Linked DNA regions of Mus musculus: all the other regions are linked to region 1. Evidence: chromatin contacts called from public HiCAR-type data. All regions are on one chromosome and are shown on one strand. The core of a region is the stretch at or near the end of the contact, and the rest is flanking DNA. Distances in the headings are between cores, read along the strand shown. Region 1 overlaps Arhgef26 (Rho guanine nucleotide exchange factor (GEF) 26). Region 2 holds the start of Gmps (guanine monophosphate synthetase). Region 3 holds the start of Rap2b (RAP2B, member of RAS oncogene family).

The links. HiCAR-type assays count read pairs that join an accessible place to other places.
Region 2: a contact with region 1 is called in a HiCAR-type map of astrocytes, with 2.9 times the contacts expected there. The contact joins the promoter of Gmps here to the enhancer-like site in region 1. A contact is called at or near these places in 4 of 39 promoter capture datasets (the 3T3-L1 cell line, the C10 cell line and liver) and 1 of 115 datasets of contacts at active chromatin or transcription factors (astrocytes).
Region 3: a contact with region 1 is called in a HiCAR-type map of astrocytes, with 7 times the contacts expected there. The contact joins the promoter of Rap2b here to the enhancer-like site in region 1. A contact is called at or near these places in 13 of 39 promoter capture datasets (the 3T3-L1 cell line, 3T3-L1-derived adipocytes, the C10 cell line and 8 more), 4 of 484 Hi-C or Micro-C datasets (adipose-derived mesenchymal stem cells, cerebral cortex, embryonic stem cells and 1 more), 24 of 115 datasets of contacts at active chromatin or transcription factors (the NIH/3T3 cell line, astrocytes, bone marrow-derived macrophages and 18 more) and 3 of 9 other capture datasets (adipose tissue, embryonic stem cells and pancreatic islet).

The regions. Positions count from the first base shown.
Region 1 is chr3:62,451,829-62,456,969 of GRCm38.p6, forward strand. All of the region lies in intron 11 of Arhgef26 (Rho guanine nucleotide exchange factor (GEF) 26), which reads left to right. Among named protein-coding and RNA genes, the nearest start is that of Dhx36, 53 kb to the right of the region's middle. Within about 2 kb of position 2,278, at least 45 of the 459 cell types and tissues checked have an H3K27ac peak or open chromatin away from gene starts, as enhancers often do. A contact at or near this core is called in astrocytes, cerebral cortex, epiblast stem cells and 3 more, where this site is marked.
Region 2 is chr3:63,973,157-63,978,297 of GRCm38.p6, forward strand. It overlaps Gmps (guanine monophosphate synthetase), which reads left to right and starts at 2,987. Exons shown (of 16, transcript NM_001033300.2): 1 at 2,987-3,154. The coding sequence starts at 3,128.
Region 3 is chr3:61,362,135-61,367,275 of GRCm38.p6, forward strand. Rap2b (RAP2B, member of RAS oncogene family) reads left to right here and starts at 2,373. Exons shown (of 1, transcript NM_028712.4): 1 at 2,373-5,141. The coding sequence starts at 2,923. The coding sequence ends at 3,474.

The DNA of each region.
Region 1 (5,141 bases), core at 1,028-3,527:
TTGTTAGTCTCTGTCACCCTTTTAAAATGTGTACTTTTAAATTAGTAAACTTAGTTTGACAGCCCATATGTGTACATACTGCATTCTGAGTATTCTCACCCTCTCAGGCCCCTTTCTCTCTCTTTATCTCTTCACCCTCTCCTCCCTACACATGGCTTTCCCACATTCATGTGGTTTTGTTTGATTTTCTAACTGTATTTAATTAGGGCTGCATGAGTGACTATGGGCATGGAATATCCAATGGATCCTGTCAGATTGACCAGTAGCTCTCACCCAGAACCCAGCAGTGGCCAATAGCTCAGTGGAGATGGGCAGTGCCTCTCTAGTTATCCCCCTTTCTGGCCATGACTATTGACAGATTTAGCCTTGTGCCAGCCCAGTGAAGGCAACTCAGCTGCTGGGGTCATGATTGCAATGGCCACATGATGCCTAGGAGTTGCATTCTACAGCTCTTCTACCTCTCCATCATCTGTCCCGTCTTTCCATCACTTTCTCCTTCAGTATATTCTGAGCCATAAAGTGGTGGTATAGGGCTCTCCACTCAACTGTCCCTTAATATAGCAGCCAACCATCTCTGAATTCATGTACATGTACTGTGAAGAGAAGCTTCTCTAGTTAAGGCTGAAAGCAGCATTTGTCTATGGGTATAAACATGTTTAGACAACAGTTTGACAATTGTGTCAGTTTAACTAAACAGCAGTAGTAGGTTGCCTCTTAAGGCCTCTTATGGCCTATGTTTTCCCTAGTTATAGGGTTTTGATTAGGCTCATACTATAAGTCATGAATTTTCTCTTGCGGAACAAGTCCTGAATCCAATCAAAGAACAATGGTTGCCCCTGTAATGGTTTTGCCATTATTTCAGTAGTGAGTACATCTTGCCTGGTTGTTGGTTCATAAGGTTCACAGTTGGTGCCATTCTCTCCTAGTAGCCTGTAGAGCACTCTTTAGCATTATGAAAGCTAGTCAGCAGGGAAGATGCTTTCTGCTTTGTTCTGCCTTTGTTTCCCTGTATTTTGCAGTCATGATACATTGTCCATTTGTGCCTTGATGCTGGCAGATATGCCGCTCAGGGAAGGCAGAATGCAGTCTAAGACAGAGGTCTCAGTCTGTTCTTCTGGGCAAGAGATCTGGGACAGATCCTATGCTTCTTAAACTCCTGTGTACCCAGATGCTGCTGTGAACTTTGAGAAGTTGGGAACAGGTCCGCTACCCACGCTGAGCCCAGGTTGAAGGAATTTGACTAATTTCCCAATGAGTGCCAAGGTATGGAGGGACTGGAAGAAAGGAAGGCCGGCCTTCTCTGGGATCTAGGCAGCATTCTTTACAACAAAGGATCACCCCCAGGGTGAACCAGAGATTAAATACCTCCTGCAGGATGGAATGCCCAGGAAAGGAAGTTCATTGACTAGATACTCCGAGCCTATCTAGATACCTTATTAGCATGGAGAACTCTAGGTTTTTATTCTACATGACTGATTGTCAGGGAACTGATTCTAATGCCTACCATTTCAATTGTGAGATTTACTGGAGGTGGTGGGTGTTGACTCTGTTTCTATCTTACCTGTTTTTCTGTCTGGTGGCAGGGTTTCACTGCCCCTGTGTTAATGGGGATAGAGATCTACATGTGATACTGGGGTTCCTGTTAATAATCATGGTTCTAGGAGGAGCATTCTCTCACTAAGAAGGAGATCTCCCTTCTCTTATTTATTTTAATTTGCTTATTGGTTTCAATATGCCTGTTTCACTAGTCACTTTGACTACTCTCCCTCATGCCCTTATTTTCCCAATCCTCCACACCATCAGTACTTAAACTTCCTATCCTGTTTGTCTCACCACTTTCATATCATGTATGTCCTACTAACTAAATCCCTTCCCCCAACATCTTAGATGTCCTACTTCCTATTAGCCCCTTCCTAGTTTTCTGGTATCTGTAAGTTGCTAGAACAACCCCAAGGCCACTTCCCACTCCCAGGTTTCTCCTGGTTTTCACTTTTGTTCATAAGAACCCTGCTGACTATTTTGTAGAATGGGCATCTTAGTTGTGTACACGGTGTTCTGTGTTTGCCTGTCATGGACCGTAAGTCACTGTACTGCTAACCAGATAACACTCTGAAAAAGACAGTCTTACTCTTCTTGAGAAGACAAGGGAGGAATGTTTTACTCTCATCTCTTTTCCTTCTGGGCTTTTCAAGAAGAATGTGGGAGATGGAGAGTCCCCTTTGTCTACCTTCATTAAAATGAGGCACAGACAGCTGCAGTTCCCACAGGCCAACAGGCTGTAGCAAGTGATATCCTTGGCTTCCTGCATTTGCAGTAGAATTTGGATTCCCCTTTGGGTCCAATGTATGCAGTGATGAGATATCTACTATGTGATCAGTGGGGGGCGGGGGGGGCACGCAAGGTCTTTTCAACCATTCATGTAACTGTAGGATACACAGAGCCATCATAAACAAGAGTCAGAGGTCCTTTCTTGTATTTCTTTTGCAGAGAAGCTGGGAGCCTAATGAATGTAGCTGTGCTGTCAGCCACCCAGACCGGGAGCTGGGCTCTGACAAAGAGGCATTGTTGGCAGGGAGCTTTGCCCTCTTCCTGCTTCAGTTAATGATTTAATTTCAACAGGAAGTATAAGGATGGGATGGAATTGTAAATGGGATCTCAGAGGCAATCATATTCTTTCTTCCTTTGGGAAAATCACAACATAAAGTAGACAGTCTATATAAGAAAATGTAGTTCGGGTTGCAATTTTTCTTTTCTTTTTCCTTTTTGAATCTAGATTCTAGGTCTGAAAATGATCTTTCACATTCAAGGGGTGCTGTTCCCTTTCTTCCAACTCAAATTATAGTCACCTTTCGTAAAAGTACCTTTCATAAACAAACAAGATATTTTAAGGAGAAATGGGCAGAACGTTGTTTTAAAGATTTGTATTTATTTTTATTTTATGCACATTGGTGTTTTGCCTGCATGTATGTTTGTGTGAAGTGCCAGATCCCTTGGTACTGGAGTTATGGTTGTGAGTTGCTATATGGGTGCTGGGGATTAGCAGCCAGTTCTCTTAACCACTGAGCCATCTCTTTGGCCCCCAGAAGCAGAATATTTTAAACAGCACACAACAATGCCACAAGCCCTTCTTGGGTGGGTGACCAAAATATAGAAGCCTTCATTTGATACTCTGAACAAGTGATATTTCACACGAAGCCTATTAACTTCACCAGTTATTATTAACAGTATTACCTATTAACAGTACCAGCCCTGACTTTCCTGGGGTAGGGATGACAGAACTACAAGTCTGATTAACATCTCTTGTATTCTCAATGACCACTTCTATTCTAAAAATGCTGGAAAAATAAATTGCCCTTAATACTTATTTTTGAGACAAGGTTTGTAATGAAGCTCATGCTAGCTGCAGTGATCTTCAGCCTCCTAAAAGCTGGGATCGCCAGCAGAGTTGAGGCTGCACTGTGTGCTGTTATTGTAGAGCTTTTCTTTCTAATACTTATCCAGCCTTTGGCAGATGTGGTGAGAAATTGGATTTCTGTGTCTGCAACCTTTTTGCAATCAAGTTTAAACCCACCATGTGTATGACTCAGTTAAAGGATAGGATCAAGGGGCTCAGCTGTAACTCCCCATGAGGAGTCTTCCACGGCATCTTCTAGTGCCATGCAAAGCTAGGTGGCCATGGGAAGGCTGTTAGTCTCTGTTCCACTTGGTCTTTTCTCCTCTGTCGTCAAATGTGGCTTCAGGAGCATCTTTCCCAGCACACTGAACACTGCTTGGGGCTTGATCATGTTTTATTCTGCTTGTCTGCTCCATCATATGAAGAGCTATGAACAGCAATGAACCCCAGCGTAGTGTAGTACCCGTACACTCAGTGAAGCTTGCTTGAAGGATTCGTTATATCTTGGGATTTGATACGCCACAGGTATCAGGGCAAAGGAAATAGTCTGAACTGCCTGTGTGGTAGGTTGCAAATGCCTCTTGTTTCATATGGTAACTGGAGAGAGTAGATGAGAGTGAGCCATGGACTTTAATAATAATGGCTTTCCTGTCTTTAGGCTTCTGTCTTTAGCAAGTGCTCGGCTCCTGCTTTAGAGACACACTCCTTCCAGTTCCCTGGTGGGGCCAGCTCCTTGGCAAGGCATGTAGAAGCCCCAGGGGAACTGGTGTGGTTTGACAGCTTCTGAGAGGGGGTGGTACTGACTCAATTGAAATGTTTTCAAGAAACAGCTCCATTCAGCAAGGGCAACAACAAGTGTCTTGTTCTGTCCTCTGGAGTCCCAGCAAGGGGCCACACTGTCTACAGGATGCCATTAGTACCCAGACAGCATGGCACAGGAGTGAATGATTTCATCTGGACTGCTCAACCTCAGTGGCAGGGGGCAGCTGCTGGCCTTGTCTGCAAAGTCCTGTGTGAAAGATTCTGTCCCACAGTGCTCTGGGAAGGCAGCAGTTTGGGCAGGATAAGACATGGGGCAAAGGCCTGCCCTGCTTTTGGTATGGCACAGAGAGGCACAACCACTGAGCTATGGAAACTGCTCTTGGAGATCCACACAACTTCTGCTATATCTTAGTTTTTAGTTGGCATTGTACTTTGGAAATTCCAGTGCAGCTTGTGGCATAGTAAGGATCTTTCCCCATCAAACAGCACAATTTAAAGTCTTTAATGGGAACTGGTTTCAAGGAAGCTATATATGTTACTTATTCCTTACAAAACCAAGATAGAGCACTTTCTCTGTATTAGAGAAGTTTTGGAAGCAAGATGGTATCATCAGTTTCTAGCAATTGTGTGTTACTGCATGAAGCCTCACTTCCGTCAGTCTCTACGTGGATGTAGGGATGCACATGCCAGAGTGTGTGGGTCAGAGGGCTATCCCCAGTGACTGAGCTTCATTGCCACTGTGTATACTAGGCTCTGTGACCCTAAGGAGTCCTGAGATTCTCCAAGCCTCCCATGCACTGTAGGAGAGTTGGGATTGCAGGTACCCATGCTACAGCATCCAGCTTTTACATGGGTTCTGGGGATCCACACTCATGCCTGGCAGAGCTATAGGCTCTGAATGATCTCAACCCCCTCTTTGCATCTTTTGTTTGTTTGTTTGTTTGTTTGTTTTTTAAACTCAGTATACATGTTGCATCCTAATTGC
Region 2 (5,141 bases), core at 1,737-4,236, 1.5 Mb after region 1:
ATTAGTTTTCATGCAAGGCGATAGAGAGGGGTCTATGCTTTCCAGTTTTTCTTTTGTTCTTTTAAAAAAATAAATGAATATAAAGTTTGCAAGACCAAGGGGCCTCTCTTCCTGATGATGGCTGACTAGGCCATCTTTGGGTCTGGGGGACTTTTGGGATAGCATTTGAAATGTAAATGAAGAAAATACCTAATTAAAAAAAATAAAAGTCTTGAAAACATTCACCACACACACACAAAATGAACATCTTGTTTTCTCAGCACCATTTGTGAAAGATCCCACTTTTTAGCTAATGTATCAAATATCAGATGGTTGTAGCTATGTGTGGTTGTTTGTCCTCATTGTTTTGATTTTTTGATTTTTTAATTATTTTTTTATAGATAGCATTTCTCTGTGTATCTCTGGCAGTCCTGGACTCAGTTTGTAGATCAGGTTGGCCTCGAACTCGCAAAGATCCACCTGCCTCTACATAACCATGCCCAGCACCATATTTTTTTTATTACTATGACTCTATAGTATTTCTTGAGGTCTTGGATAGCAGTTCCTCCATCATTGCTATTTTTGCTCAGAATTAGTTTGGCTGTCTGGAATCTTACATGGTTCTATAAACCATAAAGTTTTTTAAAGCAATGAGAAATGGATCTATGCTTGGATTGTAATTCATCCAATGAATAAAAGGCAGAGAAACAATTTTGTTTGCAAGCTAAAGCAAGATTAGAAAAGGCTACAGAGGCTGGGAATGAAAGCCCCAGATTCCATTCTTAGTATGTTAACAGGAAAGAAAATTAGAAGAGGCTATAAGCTTCAACCTAGAATACTCTCCCTGGGAATTCAGACCTGATACAGAGGTAAGGGAGAGGCTGCAGCGAGCTGAAGATGCTCTGAGGGTCAAAGTGTTCCCGCCCTCAAAAGATATTCTCAAAGCCATGTCAAAAGTATGAATGAGAAAGCCTTTAGAACAGATTATTCTAAGTCCCAGCCTTTGGGCTACTCTATCTTCGGCCTGGTAGAGGCAGCCTTTAGACTGCTTCAGCTAATACACTATCACGGAGAAAAGATGTTCTTGATGGATAAACTCTGCCCTAATTGCAGAAAAAAGTCTCCTTTAATGATCAGGTTTAGAGGTATTGTTTTCATAAAGAAATAAATAACTGGATATAATCATAGGCCAGTTATTTTGTGGAATGTGTCTTTAATTGATGTTCCTTTCTTTTATGAATTTTAGGCAGAACTACAGTAACATTCTCCTCATTTTATTTAGACCATCAAGTGAGACATGACACTGACCTACTGTACTATTTGTGATATTCATATTGATCACTCAAGAAAGGCTGACTTGAGGCACTTCTAAAGTTGCTAAATTTTGTAAGATGTGGTAGCATATACACTTGGGAGGCTCATGCAGTTGGATCATGTCTAGTTCATAGCTATCAAGGGTTAACAGTGAAACTCTACTCAAAAACAAGCAAAGACAGAAAAATTTGCTATTTTACATTGCATAAGTAATAATGTGGGAAGATACTCTGTGACAGTATAAATAAAACTTGCTTCTTATCTTCCACTCTTTAATTTTAGCATCTACTAATATTTCATGTCCTAATTTACTATTGTTATGATAGCTGAAAATGATTCTTTAACATTTCCAGCTTTTATTACTTGATAGTTTATCATAAATCCTATCTGTGTCCTTTATCATCCACAGCAGTTCTCCTTTCCTGTCTTTTTCTATGTGTCCTAGGCTGGCCTCCAACTCACAGGGATGCACTAGCAAGTGTTAGGACACCAATGACACCTGGCTTCTTCCTTCACATCAGCCATTCTTTTTTGCTGTTGCTTGCAAAAGTTCTTATTTCATTGTGTGTGTGTTGGGGGGGGGGGGGTTATGTGTACATGTGTTTATAGGCACTGAGGCCATGGGAGGATGTTGGGTTTTCTTTTTTCCTTTCCTTTCCTTTCCTTTCCTTTCCTTTCCCTTTCCCTTTCCCTTTCCCTTTTCCCTTTTCCCTTTTCCCTTTTCCCTTTTCCCTTTCTTTCTTTCTTTCTTTCTTTCTTTTCTTCTTCTTCTTTTTTTTTTTTTTTTTTTTTTTTTGAGACAGGGTTTCTCTGTATAGCCCTGGCTGTTCTGGCACCAGAGTGAGAGAGAGAGAGAGAGAGATCAAGAGCCTCTGAACATTTTTCTTTTAATTACTTTCTTTCCTTATTTTTAAAAATCTGAGCCGGGCGTGGTGGCGCACGCCTTTAATCCCAGCACTCGGGAGGCAGAGGCAGGCGGATTTCTGAGTTCGAGGCCAGCCTGGTCTACAAAGTGAGTTCTAGGACAGCCAGGGCTATACAGAGAAACCCTGTCTTGAAAAACCAAAAAAAAAAAAAAAAGAAAAAAAAATCTGGCCTGGAACTAAGATGTGCCTGCCTCAGCCTCCAGATTGCTGGGATCAAAGGTGGTGACTGGCTACCATACATTCTTACAAAAGAAAAAAGAAACAGACAAACAAAAACTAAACAGGCAATCAAATAAATATAATTTCTTCAACAAGGTAGGCTCTCTGAGGAATCTACAGCTTATTGTTAAAAAACAGAGGTGATGGCACACACCTTTAATTTTAGCACTTAGGAGTCAGAGGCAGCTGGATGTAACTTTGAGGCTAGCCTGGTCTGCTGAGTGACCTTATTTAGAAAAACAACAAAACCAAAATAAAACAAAAAAAAACCAGAAAAATTGAGCCACTATTTGTGACACGGTGAATCCATTACTTAAATGTATCTTGCAGTTTATAAAAACTTGAAGTTTGAGGTGGTATGTAGCCACTACTTAATTATTGTCAGCTATCACATCCAGTTCTATTGCCCAGACTGGGGGCATGGCTGATGCTTTCCTTTCTGGTAGGTTTGGTGTTATCTTCCCGGGGTGACGACGAGGGCGGGGCTTGCATGGTCCCGCCTCTAAGAGGCGGGGCCGGTTAGAGGAGGTCGGGCGGAAGCTGGAGGCAGGGCCTGCGCGCGCTTCTGTGTTCTGAGGCCGCTGTTAGGTTCCGGGCTGCTCTTGTTCTTCACGCTTCTGCCGGTCCCGGTGTTGAGCCTCTGGCGTCCAGGCCTTGCCAGCAGTCTGCACCCGCGGCGTTGGTCCCCGATGGCCCTGTGCAACGGAGATTCCAAGGTCAGTCTGTGATTGGCGTCTCTGCCGCCCTCCGGCAGCGTGAGCGAGACCTGGGGGTCCGTCCGTCTCCCTCGGCCGGGTCAGTGGCGCTCTACATGTGTCAGCCCGGCCTGCGGCGCGGCTTTATTGCATCCGAGGCGCTTTGTTGGCTTTGCTAGTGAAGCATCGAGTTCCAGCGGAGAGGCGACCTGGCTGTGGGCCGCGATTCTTGGGGACTTCGGGGCCCTTCAACCGCAGGGCAGGGTCGGGGCCTCGCCTGCGGCGGTCCGGCCAGGCGGGCCTGTATTCTTTCCAGCCTAGTGCAGGCCTTTCTGACTCTATTGACCACAGCTTCTGTTCCTGGGCCCAGGTGTGCTTCTCACCCTCTTCTCCCGCCATCCTCGGAGGGGTAGAGTTAAAGGTTCTGCTCCTGCGCACTCTGTCTCGTGTATTACGTGCTAGTTTTCGGGGACATTTTCCCGCCTTTGGGGCCTTTTCTTGGGAGCCAGGTTCTCCACGGGTGCTGGAAAAAGTTAACTGCGTTAGCCAAGACGCGAGAGCGTTGGGCCGTTGATGCCCGTTTGTGGCTTCCAACTCCCAGCCTTAGACATCGTTCTTAATTGCCTGGTCTGAATTGGTCCCCTTTCCCTTCCGACCTAATCGTCTTTGACCTGGAGAGCTTTCTGACCTTCACAAAGTCAGTTTTGTCATCGAGAAACTGCGGTGTTGGAATATAATTTACTTTAGCAAGGTGTACATCACGCTTGTGCATGCTTGTGACCTAGCTTTAGCAATCTGGTTAAATTTCTCTTCGGGTGTATGAAACTCCAAACTTTTGGATAGCTGTTCTAGAGCCAGGAATAATTTCTGCCCTTGCAAACATGGAGCTTAAGTGTCACAAACTCGCGAATGGCTGCTTAATATGTAGGAATCATTCAAAAACCTGTGTTGAACAAATGAATAAACATTATTAGGTAGCTCCTATATTTTCAAACCTAGGCACCTGTCATGGTCTGAAGAATAAGTCTCACCTTACAGTTTTGTACATTTGTCTTTAATTTTTAATCTTACAACTCACTGGAACTCATCTTTATGGTGGATGAGTTCGCTGCGGTTTTATAGAACCTACTGCGATCTAGAAGAATATTTTCACAAAATTATTTCAGTATTTTTTCAACATTTTTTAATTATTATTTTGCTTTTTTTTTTCCGATACAGGGTTTCTTTGTGTAGCCCTGGCTGTCCTGGAACTCACTCTGTAGACCAGGCTGACCCCGAACTCAGAAAACCGCCTGCCACTGCCTCCCAAGTGCTGGGATTAAAGGCGTGTGCCACCACTGCCCGGCTCAATATTTTCTTAAGATGATATTTTTGATCATTGTGATTTATTTGAGTTTAAGGTGAATAGCTAAATTTTATGTCAAGGTCATGTGGTAGAGTGGCCAACTCACAGCTGTCTGTAATTCCAGCTCAGATGATCCAACATCCTCACTTGGTCCCTGTAGACACTGCATGCAAATGGTGCAGACAAACATATAGGCACAACACTGTTATAAGGAATTTAAAAATAAAATGCAAAAAAACTTAATAAAAGTAATAAAGTAATTCTTAAGCTGGCCTATTAGGATTAACCATCACAGATGCTATTCCAGCACCGTCAGTGAGAAGACATACATCAGTGTAAGGCTAGCCTCCTCCACACACACACACACACACACACACACACACACACGTACATTTATGGTGTTATTCTTGCAAGTGTGTCTGTGTACCACATGTTCGTGCCCGTGTGGTCATGGAGGCCAGAAAATGACATAAGATCCCTTGGGACTGGAATTACAGACAGTTGTGAGCTGCCATGTGGGTTCAAAGAATTGAACCTGGATCCTCAGGAAGAGCAGGCAGTGCAGTGCTCATAACCCCAGAGCCATTAACCCAGCCCTTGTTTTTAAAACTTTTAGAAATTCTGTACCAATATTTTATATAAATGAGTGTTCTGTTTGGCTTT
Region 3 (5,141 bases), core at 1,123-3,622, 1.1 Mb before region 1:
TAATCACTATTTTATAGATAGACAAACTAAGGTTAGGAAGCTCCCTGGACTCGTTCAATGACCCAAGCCGTCACTGAGCGAGGTCCAAAGTTTGAAATGACAGACTACACATATAAGCTGGAAGCATTTTCTTTCATGTTACTAAGAAACACACCTTTGTGAGCCCACAGCACCTCAATAAAGCACACAGCCCAACAAAGAATTATTAACTGGAGATGGGTGAGTTGGGAGTCCCCCAAAAGATCCTGGAGGTGGGCTTGGCACCACACAGAAAAATATTTCAGAGTCTCCATCCCTTGGAGCCATAATGTAGATGAGGAAGCGCCTTCCAGAGAGATGTCATCTCCACAAGAAGAGTGCAAAGCACGGTCATAGCAGAGGGTCCATCTCTGATTATATTACGAAATTCTACATGAGAAGAAAAGCTGGGGATAATTTTGTGGGAAAGCACACTAGCCCTTTGAGTGCTATACAATCAAACACCTAGGTTGTAATCCTGGCTCTGCCACTCTTAGGCAAGCTATTGAACACCTGGGAGCCTCAGTTTCTTCATCTTTAAAATGGGCATATAAGTAATTATTATTATAAGGGGTAATTGAGATAGTGCATGCAAAACACTTGGCAGGCATTAAACACTGGCAGAATGTTGGCAGGGTTCTAGCCGGCTATATTAAAGTTTTGCTTCAGAGATAATTCTCTGAAGAATTATATAAGCATAATTATATCGAAGCAGTCAGTAGTCGACCATGAAAACCCTTCCTCCACTAAAAGGCAGAGCCAAGGCAGAGAGAAAGCACTTCACCTTAGTAAGGCACAGGATTATACTGAGGTTCTGCCTGGCTCTGCTGGCAGGTACTTGCGGCTGTGGACACTCGGGGCCGCAGCCAAGAATCTGGAGCAGGTTCACTCCCAAATGGAGCCCTAAGTACCGCTGTGACTTGGAACCAAAAGCAACACTGCTCGGTTCTTCCTTCCGTGAGGACGTTTAAAGCAGAGGCTAGTGGCAGGGGGATAGCAAGCCTGGCTACTTAACCCTGGTTGACTCGACACAAAGCCGATCCCCACCCCTCTGTGCCCCCGGGCTCCCGCTGCCAGTGCAGTACACAGACAGGTCTCGACATCTCTCCTAGCAAGGATCTAGAGAGACTCGGGACAAGTCCAGGCGTCACCTCACATCGCCGTGCAACTGAGCGGAGCCAAGTCTTGAGACTGCCCTCCCCACCAAACAGAGCTTTGGGAAGAGGCAAGCCCGGGCAGCCCCACCTCCCCTGATGCCACGAACTTGCGGTGGCTCATTGCTCATCCCAGCCTTCTTCCTGCTAAGATCAAGTTAGGAACTTCAGGGTTTCTTAAAGACGGGGAGCAGCAATGAGCTCTAGTTGCTCTCTTTAAGGGACGGTCGTGACTGGGCTTAAAGAAGTCAGACTCCCTCCTGAACACCAACAAAGGACTATATTTAGTTTGGAGCACTCCACCTAAATTCCTTCTTTTCCCCTCTCAGCTTCAGATGCACAGGCCCGGGCAGTGGGTGGAAGGGGGCGGGGAGCAGTGGAGAAGGAACAGCTGGGCCTCCGCCTCTCCACTCAATCTCTATAAATAACCAATCCTGAGCGGAGGCGACTTTGCAGCCAATGAAGCTGTCTAAAGCGACAAAACCTCAGCAACAGCCAATGGAAAAACATTTGGGGGTGTGAGACTCACATCCTGGGGCCAATGAGTTGGGAGTCTGGGAGAGGTAATTTGAGCTGGCGTGTGGGTGTGCGGTGCGAAACCTTCCTACTTGCAAGCCCCAAACCTGCTCCTCCGACTGAGCATGCCCTGACTCGGTGCGGGAGCCACGGGGCTCGATCCACAAGCCATATTTTGGCTCTAACCAAAGGGGTGTTGGGGAGGGGGGAGACGTAGGATGACCCCGCAACTCTTGCCCTGAAGGCTGCAGCTCTCCACAGATTCCCAGCCCTAACTCCTTGTCCGGACAGGGACTCAGGTCGAGTTCTTCGTGGGAAACTGAGGAACACCGGGCCAAGTGGGAGCACGAACCTCTGCTACCTTCCGGGGCCTGAAAAATGCCCTGCAAGTGTACGATCCTGAGAGGCGCGCAGCAGCCTGAGTTCGGGGACAAGTGTCTATCCTTTAACAGCGCAAGCCGACGAAGAGGTCGCAGCCAGCTGCTGCCTGCTGTCCCCATAGGAGGCCGGCAGCCGCACAGCCCCGACCGAGGTGACTTCGGTTTGGCGAGCTTTCCACTTACAAGCACACACAAGCAAGACTGCCCAGTTCCAAGATTCGCGCCGCCCCGCCCTGCCCCGCCCAGCCCCTGTTTGCCACACCCTCTGTCACGCCCCCTCCCGATGCGGCGGAAAAGCTGGAGCGGAGTTCGGGCGGGGCACCGCGGGCGACGTACTGGGCATGCTCGGCTGGGCGGGGAGGGCTGGGCTGCGCGCGGCGAGTAGGAAGCCCTCGCCCAGCGGAGGCTGCGGGAGACAGAGGAGAGAGAGTGATGGGTCGCGGAGCTGGACGCACGTTCCGCGGGGACTCATGCCACGCGTGTCTCAGCCGGACGCCCAATTAGCAGCCGCCTCTGCAACCAGCCGCCACCTCCTCCCGGCCCTCCCAGGCTGCCGGGGCGAAGAGCTCCAGCCGTTGTCTTGCTCCGGCTGCGCGCATTGTCCTCAGGGTCCTCCGACAGGGCTGCTGCGGGGCCCGGGACCCGCGCCCTAGGGACGCGCCCCCGCTGCCGGTCGGCCTGGCGCGGGGCTCTGCTAGTCTGTTGGCGAGCCCGTGCTACCGGGCTAGTCTCGCCGGGGTTTTTCCTGCGAAGTTGAGGAAGGGGAGAAGTCCACCCGTCCGCCCAGCCCAGCCTTCCCCGGCGCGCAGCCCCGACGGGGCCGCGGCAGGCGCGACGAGGGCGCCGACGGAGCCATGAGAGAGTACAAAGTGGTGGTACTGGGCTCGGGCGGCGTGGGCAAGTCCGCGCTCACCGTGCAGTTCGTAACAGGTTCCTTCATCGAGAAGTACGACCCGACCATCGAGGACTTTTACCGCAAGGAGATCGAGGTGGACTCGTCGCCGTCGGTGCTGGAGATCTTGGACACCGCGGGCACGGAGCAGTTCGCCTCAATGCGGGACCTGTACATCAAGAATGGCCAGGGCTTCATTCTCGTCTACAGCCTGGTCAACCAGCAGAGCTTCCAGGACATCAAGCCCATGCGGGACCAGATCATCCGCGTGAAGCGGTACGAGCGCGTACCCATGATCCTGGTAGGCAACAAGGTGGACTTGGAGGGTGAACGTGAGGTCTCCTATGGCGAGGGTAAGGCCCTGGCCGAGGAGTGGAGCTGCCCCTTCATGGAGACATCGGCCAAAAACAAAGCCTCAGTGGATGAGCTATTCGCAGAGATCGTGAGGCAGATGAACTACGCGGCACAGCCCAACGGCGACGAGGGCTGCTGCTCGGCCTGCGTGATCCTGTGAGGCGCCGTCTGCCGCCGGGCGCTGGCCACGCTCTGTGCACAAAGCCAAACGCACCCGATTCTCTTAATGTGATTGTCTTCTTGCTTTGAGATTGGAGACGACTTTGTTGTCTTGGCTGGGATGTCCGAGGAACCTGGCTGACTTGTGTAGCCAGCATCCCCAGCCTTCAGCCAGGGTCTGAGAGGGTGTACGTTGCAGAGCATCTGAGACCCCGGTGGAAAAATGGCTCTATACAGCGTGTACGTTCCTCGTTGATTTTGGTTCATGCATATTTCCCCGTTTAAATAGCCATTAAGGCTCTGTATTGGCTGCTTGACACCGGCAAGCAAAAGTTTCAAACCTGAAAAAAAAAAAATGGGGGTGGCGAAGCAGAGGAAGTGAAGGGGAAGGAGGCAGTGGGGGAGGGTTCCCCTGAGCAACTGTTCATAGTTCCAAGTTTTAACACAAGGAAAGAGGTCCAAGAAAATCATATGAAGGAGCCAGAAGAGGGGACGAAACTTTTTTTCCTTGTTTTCCAGGATTATTTAGAAATTAAGACCAGGGGTTCCTTTTCTGCCAGCTTGGAAGGGCAACCCAGGGACTGATTACGATTCTGAGGATGTCTATGCAAAGTTGGGTTCTTGTTACAGTGTATCCAATCTGAAGTATTGCACATGTGAACTGGGACTGTTTAACACTGATGCCAATACAGTGTGGGGTGCCAGGAAGTGTCTGCTGATATTTGTGGGGAAAAAAAATCTATTTTGATTACCTACTGTATCAAAGGGGAGTCTGGGGGGAGAATGGTAGTATTTTTTTTTAATCAGCTGTGAAAAATGTTACAAATCTGCACATTTTTTGTGTGTGCTATTGTGTGTGTGTGTGTGTATGAGTGTAAGTATAGCTTTTTTTTTTTTTTTTTTTTTTTTTTGTGGTTGGCAGTGACAGATTTTGCTGACTAGCTTTTAAAAATACAATACAAAGACTTCGTAAATGTGATTCAGGGCGCCCAGCACCCCTGTGTCTGCAGAGTGCCTTCAAACTCAGCTGTTCCAGCCGGTGCCAACCTGTGAATTCCCACCATGTCCCAGAATCTGCTGTTCTGCTTTCCCCAAAACTACTTTAAGCATCTTCCTGAAAGAGCCAGGATGAATAGGACCTGTTATTCCGTGAATTGCTTCATTAATTTTAGCTTTTTTTTTCAATGTTAAGTCCATAAGTCTTGAATTTTTTCCCCCTTCATTTTGTTCTAATTTCAGGTTTTAGCTCTCCTTTTCTGTTGTTTTCGAAATGTCTGTTATCTGTTACAGGGTGTTCCTCCAGAGGCAAAGAGCAAAATTTTATTGTGATGTACCAAAAGAATTTTAACAAGTTGTAACTTTTAATTCCACTCATTTAGTCACTGTCTCTTCATTTTAAGACTTTTAATACAACTGTCATTTTTAAAGAAACCCCAAACTATTTGTGGTTTTGTGTTTCATATTCAGTGATTTACAGTCTCCGTGAATATGGTGCCAGGCGGGGAGGTGGATCGGGCCAGGTCCATGATGCCTTTTGAGTTATGTGTCAAAATTTGAAGATAGGATTATTTCTATGAAAAATTGGGTAACAATGTTTCCAAGTCTTTAAAAGTGGAGAAAAGTATCAAGGCCTAAGACTCACAGGGTATGGCCAGGGCATCTGACTGT